Regions from separate parts of the Ostrinia nubilalis genome. Here region 2 is linked to region 1. The links are chromatin contacts, called in public Hi-C maps. All regions are on one chromosome and are shown on one strand. The core of a region is the stretch at or near the end of the contact, and the rest is flanking DNA. Distances in the headings are between cores, read along the strand shown. Region 1 holds the start of LOC135071728 (zinc finger protein Xfin-like). Region 2 holds the start of LOC135071733 (tissue alpha-L-fucosidase).

Region 1 (6,768 bases), core at 3,257-5,756:
GAGGAAAATAATTAAATAGCACGGGATGGGTGAAATAAAATTAACAATTATATTTAATAAAGTATATTATGAGAACTAAAATATAGTTATGAGAAAAGTTATACTCCACTTTACATACATCTAAAATTGCTTATTAAATTATATCTGGTTATTTATTTAAATTTTAACTAACAGTGAACCTTAATATGAGTTTAGTATTTTGAGAAATAAAAAATACTAACTTTTATAATATCCAAAATAATCTAACAGAATGTAAATATTTTTACAACAATTTTAACAATAATATAGTTTAAAAGAAATAATAAATGTTAGCTCTATTCTATGTATCAATAAAAAAAATGTAAATAAACCCAACACTTTCAATATCTACTTAGAAACTAAAATATTTGTGTAAGTAAATGTGACACTTCAGTAGTTTACTAATTTATTACAACAAAAATAAAAAATACTTCACTAGGAAGAAACACTTCTTTAAGTAACAATTAATTTTACTTCTAAAATAATAATAATAAGTACAAAATCGCTTATGATCCAGAACACATAGTGCAGAAGTTAACTGTGTGCTCTTTACAGATGAACTGGCCACACTTCAGACAAAACTGCTTTGTTCTTCTGTCTCTCTTTGTGGTTTTCACGCAAATCCGGCACCTTCTTCGGTTTTTATACGGTATATCTTTCAATAAAGTAAACTTCTCACGCATTCGTGAAACGTCAGTCATACAAACATCTGCTACAAACGAATCCTCACTTTCTAGGAGACTAAAAGCCAGTTCATTGATGAAGTTACGACGTTTTGTCACTTGGTGCATATTCTGCGAACACCATATAACTTGGGCATTAACGGCAGCAATATTTAGAAGAGTAAAAAATAACGAAAGAGTCCAATCATTGGTGTGCTGCATGGTGGTGTAGTAGTGCATCAGCACATCTATAACTTCCACAGCAGATTGGTTCTTCCTATACGAAGCAGCAGCTGTGTTGAAATTTTTATGTCCCCTCTTATAAAACTTTGGCTCATTCGTCAACACATTCAATGACTTTTTCTTAGAATTCATATAAGACGTCAGTGCGATATCGTTGTCAAGAAATCCAGTCAAAAACGTCTTACATTTTCTGTATTGCGAAACAAAGAGCGGCGGTATAATGTCATCATTAGGATGGGTGGCCGCAATCGAATACAGCTGATATTCCTTCTTGAGTTTATCAATCAAATCCAATGATGAGTACCAGCTGTCCATTATTATGGTTCTGCCCGAACCAGCCAAGTGTTGCACCATCTTATTCACAATCGCATCAGCACCAAAATAGTGATCGGTAATTACATCCAAATTGCCGATATAAAAACTCGCCGAATCCACCAAAAGCACCATTTTCAAGCCGCGTTTTAGCGGTTTCTTATCAATGTTGTACCGAAATGGACAAGGCCCATAAACTGGGACAATGACCTCATCAATGACAACCAAGTTATCAACTTCATAAGCAGTCCTGCAGTTCATTGCGAATATTTCAAACACCTTACGCATTCTTTTCATGATATCAAATTGTATAATGCTGTCATCATCATCTTTGTCGAAGCTCATGTTCTGTATAAGGAACTTGAATCGTTCATACTTCATTGCACTTCTGACACATGGAATTCCACAGTCCTTATTCCAAAGGTCACGGGTACTTTGATGTGTTGGTCGCATAATGCCATGGAGATAAAAAATACCAATGAGTGTTCTAATTTCCCCAGCGTTAGTGGAAGTTGATATATCATTTCCAGCTTTGAGAATGTTATCATTTGTAGATGCAACAATTAATTCAAGCAAGTCGTCTGTAAAGAGCATTTGCCATGCCTTTTTAGGTAGTGCACATAATTTGTTTGTTCCTATCTTGTGCTTTCTCAATCTTGCGGCTTCTTTTATTTTTGCATTGATCAGTGATGTAGACAATTTTGGATTTTTTGATAGGACCGTCCTGTTTTTGCACATGTATCCAGTTTTACAATCAATGTATTCGTCATCTATATCCATTTGAAGCTCAGCCTCCGAGTCAGAGTTGTGATCGGACTCTTGCACATAGTCACACTCTTCAATGGACTGGAGTGAATCAATGACATCATCGTCTTGCACCATGTCCAATATTGCATGGACTCGTTGCCAGTCCATGCGAGGGTCTACATTTTTCTGTGGATGAAATTAATTCATTGAACTATTCTCACACAGATATTCTCTAATAAAAAAATACGTTTTACTTATAATTTAGTAAACAACTGAAGTGTCTTAAAGTATAAAATTTAATGAAATTGAATTAACGTATCAGTTCTATGCAATTGTTTCGCTCAAAATGTTTATTTAGTGAGTGATAAGACTGCCAATGGACATGTAATCTTTACCTTATCACTTCGTGGAGTGAGCCCCAATGACGCCAAGATAGGTGGACCTTCTGGCTGCACCTTACTGGAACCTGCTGCATTCTGAAATTTTATTAACATAATTTTAGTTTGCAATAAAATAATTTTACTACCACTAAGTTCTTTATAAGTTTTCAGTACATGTTTATTGCATATATTTTAACTCCCACATTTTAAAAATAAACAACTGTCTTTAACATCCTATGCCATTCAAAAGTACGGGCATAAACCATCTGGATCTATCATCGTTCGCAAATGCATTTCCAAACTTATAAATTGTAAATTAAGCACGGCAGTTACTACGTTTAAGAGCCACATTTGAAATTATATTAATTAAAAGTAAAAATACTATTAAAAAAAATATGAAGCTAACCATGGATTCTTTTTAAAAACATTAAAATATCAACTATATCAAGGGTCATCAAGGGCATTTAAGTTAAATAACCAAAAACTGTACATTTATTTATTTAAACTATTGTCATTACTAAAAAGTAGGTATGTCTTAGTTTTTCTCAGTGTATAGTTAGATCGTTGAAAACAAATTGCTTTATTAAAACAATAACTTATCTATAGGTATTATCAATGAAAAAGTCCTTTGAAGAAAGCAGAACAAAAACATTGCACAAATTCCTTACAACTGTGACGTGACTACAGTACAATGTCCTTGACATGAAAATGCTAGCACAGATGCTTTGCTGAAATACCTACTTTAAGACAGACATTAACTTCTCATGATCATTATGATTATTCTGTTTTTAACCTTTGTACACTACACTCATCATCAAGAATAGTTGAGTTGTTATGATAACATTTTAACAGGGAAACACTCACCTCATTGTCAGGGTATGACCCATCAATGACCACTCCATCATCATAAGCCTCATCAGCAGGTTCACTCTTTATTTTTATCTGGAAATCCATTTATAATATTAACAAACAAGTCACATTCTAAATAACAAGTGACAAATCCAAGCATGAATGTCTGGAACATACCTCTTCTAGTTGGCTGCCATCCTTTTTTATCAGCAACTCTAATTTGTTTTGTGTCCTTTCACATACTGTCTTGAAAATATGCCAGTTATTGACATTATCCACACATTTCCTGCAGACATTCGTCGGCAGGTCGTCATTCTCGCTTATCTGGAAAAATAATCATACGCAATCATTGTAAGGGGCTTCCTATTCGCGCGCATTTCATCAGAGCGAGCGAGGCGAAACCGCGCTTCATGAGTACATAGATACGCGAGGAGAAACTAAGTAGGTAGGCGTAGGTATAGCCGGGCGGCTGACTCCTCGACCGAATAAGTAGAAGCGAGTCGAGTGCCAGCCAGCGAGCCCCTCGAGGGTTACCGCTCGATATACACACACAGCTATAGCGAACTCACGCCGACACCGACGCTCGACCCGTTCGAGAGACGAGCTGCACCGGCCTGGTCTCGTCCGATAAATCAATACACGAGATGGCCAACGCGAGGCCTCGTAACGACACGCAGACCCCCTCCCGACCTGACCCCCGGGAATAATGCCAAACTCGACCCTCATGATACGCGCCATTCCTCGCCGGCTGCACGGAATGTGACGCGACGCGGCCACGAGTCGAGCGATAGCCGAGGAACATTACAAAATGGTGGACGATCTTACGACATCTCCACCTAAACGCAGCGCTGCCTGACATTGCACGAACCGGGGCGGATGACGAGTTCTCACGTACACCAAGGGTCTACTTTCACTAAAAACACCACTCAAGCTCATATTTAGGGCAATCCTTACCTGTACAGAGACGCAATCCTTGATTTTCGAAGCGAGAACGGGAGGTTCCGAGTCATCCGAACTGGTGGTAGGAAAAATCGGCAGTAATTCGCCTCGAGATGACAAGCACAGTCGACAAACACGATCATAATTCACACTCATTGTAAATAAACACAATTTTGAACTTTTTACACTGTCCACAACGCTTATAAAAGAGACGCCATGTCACCACGAGCACTTCAACACAAAGCACTGCACATCGTTCTTGCTTGAGCACGAAAGCGGCTGATGATGAGCATGAGAAGTCGATAGGTTCGGTCGGGACGGCTGGCTCGAGTCGCCGACCACCTGTCGTTCTGCGCATGTGCGCGTAGAATGGCGTCAATGCTGCCAACATAAAGACGAAAAATAATGAACAGTTTCAGGGCTCGCAAACAAATGGTATTTTATTGAAATAAAACCACGCACGTGTTATTTTTAAACTTGATCACAAGTTAAATAAAAACAACTAGGTAATAAATTGATTCGATCAAGATTTTATTTGTTTGTTTTAAGTTTGTTGTTTATTGGTTTCAAATATCAAGCAAGAGGTATCGATAATTAAGTCAAGTGATCTTTGAAAAACAGAACCTTGTGAGGACAATAAATTTAGATCGTTCGAGTTTAATTATGTTTTCATGCATGTATTATTTTTATTTTATCCATAATTAGTTCGTTCGGACACACACGAAAATCAAATCCATATCTGTGTGGACATTTTATAATATTGCGATTTTTAATTTCTAGGACTGAAAACGAATTATTGTAATTCTAAAATTAAGTAATATTATTATTATTTATTTTTATTTTAACTGTAAGTATGGCCAGTGGCGGCGTAGCATAGGTTGGCACCCGGGGCGGCACCCCCCCCCCCCCTACTGTTTGCATTTGTGTACCTATTAAATAAATATTTTAATTTTATTATCGACCAGAATCCAAGCAACCGCTACCAAACTAAGAACCTAATCGATATTGTGTGTATATTCTGTGGTATTATTAATGTCCTTAACCTCGTAAAATATTTCCGAATTGGTTTTCGTCATTAGTGATAAATTATCATGAATGTGTATTTCCAAACAAAATAATTTTATTATTATGTTGCTTTAGTTATCAAAAAGGTTGCCGTGCCCTGAATGTTATCGTCTGTCTCACTCTAACCTATAATGGAAAATAGCGCCAAATTCAAACATCGGAGGAAATGTCAGCGGGTTTCATTTTAGCGGCAAATACAAAAGTTCGTGTTCGAGGAGTAGCATTTTTAATGGGTTTGTTGTGAATTGTTATTTTCTATTGTGATTTGTAATGCTACATTAATTTATTTATAAAGTTAATATTTCAAAGAGATAAATGGAATACTGACAAAAATCTAAATATTTACTACCTCGAATTAAAAATGGGTCCCATTTTTATCCTTTGGGTGCGGTGCGGAATCTTAAAAAGGACCCTTGACCTAAAACATCACGTCTTTTTTGTTCACCTGTTATTTTTCTGATAATAAGAACATTTTACTGGTGTTATTTTATTGAACATTTCTTGGTGAGTAAGTAGGATTCCGCTTGAAATGTTAGGTTGATCTAAATAAATGGAAGTGATAGGTATAAAAAAAAAAACATTTTAATTTGGTATAATTTATTTATTATTAATGACTTATTATTTTTTGCTGAAGCAACATTCAATGGCACACAACATTTACAGTTCTAATACACAATTGATTATGTTTACTTAAATCCATAACACTTATATTTTTTTTTTAATTTATACAATATGTTACCTTTGGTAGATTAGTATGTCTATTATTTTAACAGCCTAGTGTTAATAACCAATCAAATTTTTTTAGCAGGTTGGATTTAATGAGAATCCAGTTTTAATGGAAAGATTTATTACCTTGTGATTGCCTACATTGCTACATTTTTGGAACTGTCGAATAACTAAAAAAGTAATGTCCATTTACTTAATTAAAATAGGCGGTCTTAAGTGGAATGTTTTTAAATGGTTAGTAAGTTATGGGTAAAACCTTGATTTTAGTCATTCATTACGTCACCCCAGTGACGTAATGAGGGTTTTCGCGATTGAAAAATCCGCCAGATGGCAATACGTAGACGCGAGGTCCAAATGCTGCATGATTGGTTATTTTTGACATGACATTGACAGATATGTCAAAATCCACCAATCACGCAGCATTTGGACCTCGCGTCTACGTATTGCCATCTGGCGGATTTTTCAATCGCGAAAACCCTCTGAGCCGAAAAATTAAACGATTTTAGTTTGGATTTGTGGTGATATCTAGATATTTTATAAAAAAAAAATTGAGATCTAAATCAGTAAATCGGGGATAAAAAGGATACAAAAATTACAAAAAAATATTAGGCCTCTAGAAATGTGAGGATGATGATGTAAAAAAATACATCCAGGATTTTAGGCACAACTTGTATGCAGAAATAGGTAAGTAGGTGATTTTTTGTTTTTATTGTCCAGGTATGTTATTAATAAATACGAATTTATTTATCTAACTACGTCTACTTTATCCTTCTGCAGTTTAGAATTTAGACAGTAGGTATACAGTGAAGAGAAAGATGAAAATGCCT
Region 2 (7,172 bases), core at 4,589-7,088, 350 kb after region 1:
ACCACCCCCGACGAGTCAACCCGAAGACGAAGATTCCTGGGGCGAAGCGCCGCTCGCGGTGCCTCCCCCGCCGCCGCAGCCCGCTCGCCGAGGAGCCTCGTACTGGCTGGCGCGCTCGCCCGTCGCCGACCAGATCTTCATCACCGACGTGACCGTGAACCTCCAGACCGTCACCATCAGAGAGTGCCGCACGGAGAAGGGTTTCTTCAGATCTCGAGAGCCCCGACCAAACGACGTGACGTAAACCCCGTTGATACACACTTTGGACGTTGTTGTACAGATGTAGATAGCTAGGTATTTATTTAGTTCACTTTGGTGATGTCATGATGTGTTAAGACCTAGAAGTGAAACCTGAATTCCTCATTCATAATATAGGCCTAAATGATGAGTAGGTAGTGAACTGATGTCGGTGCGATAGACGCTAGTTGAAGATACTTATTACCTGTCAAGAGAATCGCCATGTTTTGGTAATACAAAGATGTCTTTTGTCAATTGTTATAAAATAAGAAGTCCTATATTATTTGTTGAAATTGTAGATAATAAAATAGCCAGTATTTGCGACTGGTGAGTGAACGCTATTTGAAGTGTGCATGGCCGACCATAGGCATGGGTGGCCTGTGTTTATTGAATACAAACTATTGTTGATAGAAGAAGTTACATTATTAGGTACAGGGTCAGTTTTTTATCCGCAGTTAACTCAACTGATAGTCTTTTGTAACCAATGGTTAAATGTAAACTTCAGTAACATAAAAAAAAAACAACTTAAATATTAAATTGCATAAAAATGCAATTTGCTGATCATTTAACCACTAGTTATAAAACATTGGTAGAGTTGACTATGGATCAAAAAACCGATCCTAAAAGGACATAATAAAATATTATTTAAGTGAGTAAATAATTAATTTAACGTATGGAATGTACCTAATAACTAAATATGTACACAATTATTTTTCTACATAACTACTTACAACAAATATTGCTTCCGTTAGAATTAATTTAATAAACCTTTTAATGAGAGTTGGTCTGTATTCAATGTGACATTTATAATTTGTGAATCTCTAGTTTTATCTCTCCATTTAATTATTTTACTCATAACTTTATTATTTTTACACAAAATGTAACTCTCTAGTGATTGTTTACATTTAATTTTGTTTTAATTCATTGTTGTTGTTATTTATTTGAAATTATTTAAAAGTCCGATAATATCCTCATTATATGAATTATTCTTAAATGTTAGACGCAAGCATAAATATTTATTTTATAACATGCAATAACCGTGTAATTTAAAGCAAATAATGTTTTAAATGAGGAGTTAGTTATTTATAATTATAATTAATAGTTATAATTATAATCAACAATAATAGTAATTAATAAGATCCAATCTACCAAAACTAACTCCTTTTAATATTTCGTACACCGATTGATATAATACAAACAATAGAACATTAATTACAATGTACCTAGACTAATATTATTTTTGGTAATAAAATTAGGTGTTGATAGTTTATAAAATGAACTGCTTGTTTTCTGTACATTGATTGTGTATTGATTAAGTTATTGACTTAGCTGTACGGCACCCGATCCGAACGCTGATTTTTGTGTTCCTTGATTTTATTGTTATTTAGTTCCTGTAGTTAAGAACCGTGATTATTTTGTTCCGATGAGTGTAGCCGAGTTATTTTTACTTTTGCATTTCTGATGGATGGTAATGTGTAAATATTGTAAATAAATATTTTTAGAATGTAGAGCACTCGTTTTATAATGTGATAAGTCTTCTCACATTGTAGTCTGTAAATAAATGAGAATGAATTAGAAAAATGTATTCGTTTCATTGGGTTCCCTCAACAATTTATTTAAATTGCTATATTAATCATTCTTATGTCGTTCTCAATCTCTATACCAAATATAACGGATTTCAGAATATATTTGAGGTCAGAATACAACTGAAAAATCATTTCCTGTACTACTGTAATGATGAATTTATAATGTTTACTAAATAAATAAATAAAATAAATTAAAAAGTATTTAGCGAGTCCCTAGCGAACTAAGGTACCCCCTAGTTGTTTAACCCTATATTCCTAATTCCTGACAAATTCAAGTTCATGATACGTGAACCTAGATGCGATTTAGCGATTTCGACTGATACCTAGGTCTAGGGAGGTGTATACTAACTTTGTCTAGCTGACTCGGCTAGAGCAACAGGTCCCAGATCTATGTGGCCAAAACAATCGGGCTCAAATATCGAATGGTATACTTTTCATCCATCTAGACCCAACAGGCAGGTATAAATGATGTAGTCAGGATAACGTTATCCTAGCAGAAACCATTTTTCTTGAATATGTAGGTACTGCTGGAACGGCTGAGGGCTCAAATTTAAAGTTTCGGGCACATTTACACCAGAAAGGAGACAACATTATGCCAGGTTATCCTGGCAACGAGTGCGTTATTATTAACGCACACGTCGCTGAATAAAATATTTCATTTTCATTTTTTATGGGACTTCTTACACCCCGAGTGCAGTTACGTAAATCCTAGGCTTGTTGGATAATTTCTTACTTAGTTTAATGACAGGAACTAAGGGCTACCTACATAAATTTTATAATGAAGCAAGTAGGTAATTTTGATATCATTGAACCTATTATACTGTACGTTTAACATTTGATTTGCATCCAATTATGAATTAAAACGAGTGAATAAGGGACTATTTGAGAGAAATGTATAGGGCGGACTCGTTTTTCTATAGAATTTAACAGCGGTGGCAGCGCGACGCGGAGCGGAGAGATTTAATTTTGTGAAAATAATAAAAAAAAAATCTGATTGGTAAGTCAAAACACTTTTCCACTCCGCTCTGCTTCGCCTTGGTGGAAACCGGGCCTTAGGTAGAAACTGAATACTTGGCTGTATGGCATAATGCCTTTGCCTTTTCGTACAAAAGGAATGGAACCAAAAAATGATTCTTGTTTGTAAGAATTACTTTGCTCTGTGGATGTGGTAATAATGTTTATGAATATTTTTGTGGAATATTAATTAATATAAATCTAGTATAAATTAACAAAATCTATCGAATGAATAATTTGAAATAACACTGTGAATCGGAACGCTTCTGAAATGACAGCTGTCAGCTGCTGTCACTGTCATTGTCACAAAATATCGAAGAGCTCGATCCGGTCCGCTGCGTTGTTTGGTGAATTATCTAACGATTTGTTGTCGAACATCTCTTTAAAAATGTTGACACCATAATTTCGATGAACGCTCGTGTAGACTGCGCGATGGAGTGGTCGAAAGATAAGACTTTGAAGTTGATCGAACTGTTGCAACTGAACGCTAGTCTGTGGAACCCGTCTTTGTGTGATACTCGGAGGGACAAACAGAAGCGGAAAGAGGAGTTGCGTACTATATCCGAGATCCTGGGTATATCTGTGCCGGACACGACCAAAAAGATCCAGCATTTGAGGACGCAATATAACAGGGAGTCCGCTAGGGAAGCGCGAGCAAATGCAGAGGATCCCGACGACCGATACATTAGTAATTGGTACGCGTTTGAATATCTACACTTTATGAAGGATTCTAGCAAACCGTACAGAATCTTACAGACGGTAAGTTGTTAAACTTAAACATTCAAAAAAAGAATTATCTACAAATATAAATTGATTTAAATACTTAAATTCTTCTTACTCGACTTTTCCATATTATCTAGTTATTAAGTATTACTTACTATTATTTATTGTTTTTATTAACATGAATTTATCTCAATTTCAGGACCTGAGTTCTGAAACAAATGTACTGCCACCACACTCGGAAAGCTCCATTGTTGACTGCAAACTAGGCAGCATCTCTCCACCACACAAAATTACAAGAACAGACTCTTTCAGCTCTCCAAAATCTGATGTTGTATTTCCTAGCATACAAAGAAATAGAGATGAATTCTCTGTCTTTGGGGAGTATGTTGCCAATGAATTGCGATCTCTAAAAGGAGAAAAGAATCTTTTGGTGGCAAAGAAAAAGATACAGGATGTGATATTTGAAGTTAAAATGGGCATGATTTGTGATACAAGAGTAGAACAAAACACCGCTTGTACTGTATACACACATACAAGCCAACCTCATAATACTACAGCGATACATAGTGGAAAATTATTCACAAGCCCTACAATGACTTCAACTACACACATAGAATCTCTGCCTACGGCCCATACGCCTCCGACTTCAAGTATCAGCGAAATCATCATCAATGGGGCTTGCCATTACACAAACTTTAAAGTTGATACTCAATAGCAGTGTCATCCACTTCCTAGCAGGGAAGTGGATAAAGGAGAGCATAATATTTTACGAAACTAAGTCTAAAATGAATCTTTAATCTGTTAGAATTAAATCATCACAGCCACACATTGACATGCTAATAAAGTACATTGTGTTAGAATAGAAATTTTCTATAACTTAAGATGAGCATTAATATGTTTGTAAGTAATTTACCACTCCTGCTCATTTTTATGTGCCATTAATTTATGGCAATTTTTTTTTAATTATGAAGGTATTTACAATGAAATTAGATAATTTTGTTTGTAAAATATTTTTTGTATAAATATCTAGTCATACACCCTTGGCTCATGATTGTGTGCCAGTAGTATTACATTTTTGTGTTCAAGTCTGCAACAAGTTTTACTATTATTAAATAAATATAAAAAAAATCGCTGCAATGCCTGTTTATTTTAATTCTGCCCTGTCTCCGTGATATCTCGTCTGACTGAAGCGCATCCCGCGAATAAGTCAAAATAAAAAATATTAGGTTCCAAACCATAACACACAGTCCGTCATTGTGTCATACCGTCATACGTACTTAGATTTTATTGGACTTTTTTGTCCTCATAAATTAATCTTTATCCTAACATAAAATTTTTATTATGTGCTCTGCTGTGGAATGATCTAATATCATAAAATTCACAAAAAAAACAGTCCCTGCTATTACTTTGATCTATGCTCCTACTTTTTTGAAGTCGGTTAAAAACAGGACATTCCGGTCAGCCGGTGTTTCACTGGCACAAGTACACTATGCGGGAAATTGGCCAAGGCAGGCGTAGTGGTGTGAACACGATCTCGGTTAATTTCTCTTTCCCCCACCCGTGTGTCGCCCATACTTCGGTACTTGGACAATTTTCCACATAGTGTACTAATCGGCAACGGTGTTAACTACCCATTGTCGGTCATGTCGTCTCGCTCTATCGCAAAGAATCACCATTTGATGAGAGCGAGAGCAAAAACGGAAATGGATAGTTAACATTGTGGCCGAAAGTACAACTTGCGCCATACGATACGACATAATAAATATTTTATCTTTGTAAAATCAGTGTGACCAGATGTAAGGTACTTTATTTTAAATAATTAGTACATTTCAATGCTCTATGTTTCAATGACTTGTTTGAACATCATTATGCACTATGGGCCACAGTGCCAGCTAGCCATTTCCGGTCATATCTTCTCATTCTATCGCAAATAATCACCATTTGATGAGAGCGAGGGAATAAACGGAAATGGGTAGTAAATGGTATTTTTGTATAATCGTAAGTATAATCTAATCATAATTTGAATATTTTTGTAGTTGGGAAAAATACAGTAATGTTACATATTGTTTTTGGTAATTAATTAATTACTTTAACCTTTAATTACCATTGATTAAAGCATTTATTAGAGAATAAATTTTATAATTACTTAAATAAGTATTTTTCTGAAGTGGGCGTAGCGTAGGTAGTTTTATAAAATTTAATCTGGTATCACAGTAACCTGTGGCTTTTGTTGTTGTGTACGTCTCTATCTATGTTATGATAGCTCTATGCTCTATATATGATCGACCGGCACTGCAGCGCCGCGCCGGGTGTCAAAATCAATCAATACCAAATAATTCGGCGTAGAACGCGTTCGAGTTTTTTTGGCGGCGAAACTATTCGCTTTTGAATTTTATTTGATAAAATCAAATCAAAAACAATTTAAAAGAAATTAAACACTATTGTGACTGTGAAACATGCGTTTAATATTGTTAGTGGTGACTGTTGGATTAGTGAAGTGTCATATTTCTGTACAAAACGGCAATGAAAATTTTTTAATTGAAAGGGAACCTGAAGCACAACCTGAAGAGAAAGGTAAAAAATACAAACCTGACTGGGAAGACTTGGATACGCGGCCTCTCCCTCGGTGGTATGATGAGGCCAAAATAGGCATTTTTCTTCACTGGGGCGTATTCAGTGTGCCTAGTTTTTACTCTGAATGGTTCTGGAATGATTGGAAGAGTATGTATTTTTTTATTTATTTTATTTGTTTTGTTAAAAACAAAGTTTATTTTCTGTTATTTTTTTTTTATGTTTTACCTACCTCACATTAAAATATTTCTTCTGACTCTGGAGAGCGAGTGACTATTTTTAATTTTATTACATTCGCACTTCAGACGTTATAATCAAATGCTGTTACTTACTACATAACTTTAATTTTTGTTTCTTTAAATATTTAGTTTAATTTTTTTCTACAACCAGTTACCACTTTATTATCAAGGGTAAGGGAGGTAGTTTTATAAAAGTTTAAAAACTTAAACAATTATGTAATGAGATAGCAACCTATCTATTAAATTAATCTTAATGTAACTGATCTAAAGTCACAATTTTAACAAAAATATTTTAGATGGCAACGTTAAGGAAATTACTGAGTTCATGGAGAAAAATTACCCACCTAACTTCTCTTACCAAGAATTTGCTCCAATGCTAAAAGCGGAGTTCTTTGAACCAGAGAAGTTTGCAAAACTCTTTCGTAGAGCTGGTGCTAAGTAAGTTATTCATTTTCTTTCTATTTGTCTTATTTATTTTATAATGTTCAAACTGCTAGCTATAAGCTCCCAGTCAATTTATACTGTTTGTAGGTATTTATAATACAGGATAAGTTTATCTTCTATATACAAGGATAATACTTAATGAGAAGGCTATAAATAATTAGTTAACAATTATTATTTCAATTTACAGGTATGTAGTTTTGACAACCAAACATCATGAGGGATACACATTGTTTCCTTCAAAACGATCATTCAACTGGAATTCTGTAGACGTTGGGCCTCATCGGGACCTAGTCAAAGATGTCGGTGACGCTGTAAGGAAAGCTGGCTTGAAATTTGGTGTTTACCATTCCCTTTATGA

Evidence for each region. Hi-C and Micro-C count contacts between places; a contact is called where the count stands out from the background.
Region 2: a Hi-C map of whole body shows a contact between it and region 1, with 4 times the contacts expected there. The contact joins the promoter of LOC135071733 here to the promoter of LOC135071728 in region 1. A contact is called at or near these places in 2 of 5 Hi-C or Micro-C datasets (both in whole body).

The regions. Positions count from the first base shown.
Region 1 is chr5:5,672,736-5,679,503 of ilOstNubi1.1, forward strand. It overlaps LOC135071728 (zinc finger protein Xfin-like), which reads right to left and starts at 4,507. Exons shown (of 5, transcript XM_063965507.1): 1 at 4,166-4,507; 2 at 3,389-3,535; 3 at 3,227-3,304; 4 at 2,378-2,458. The coding sequence starts at 4,306.
Region 2 is chr5:6,017,504-6,024,675 of ilOstNubi1.1, forward strand. LOC135071733 (tissue alpha-L-fucosidase) reads left to right here and starts at 5,839. Exons shown (of 6, transcript XM_063965515.1): 1 at 5,839-6,134; 2 at 6,667-6,808; 3 at 7,002-7,172. The coding sequence starts at 6,017. It overlaps LOC135071735 (chromobox protein homolog 7), which reads left to right. Exons shown (of 3, transcript XM_063965521.1): 3 at 1-1,812. The coding sequence ends at 244.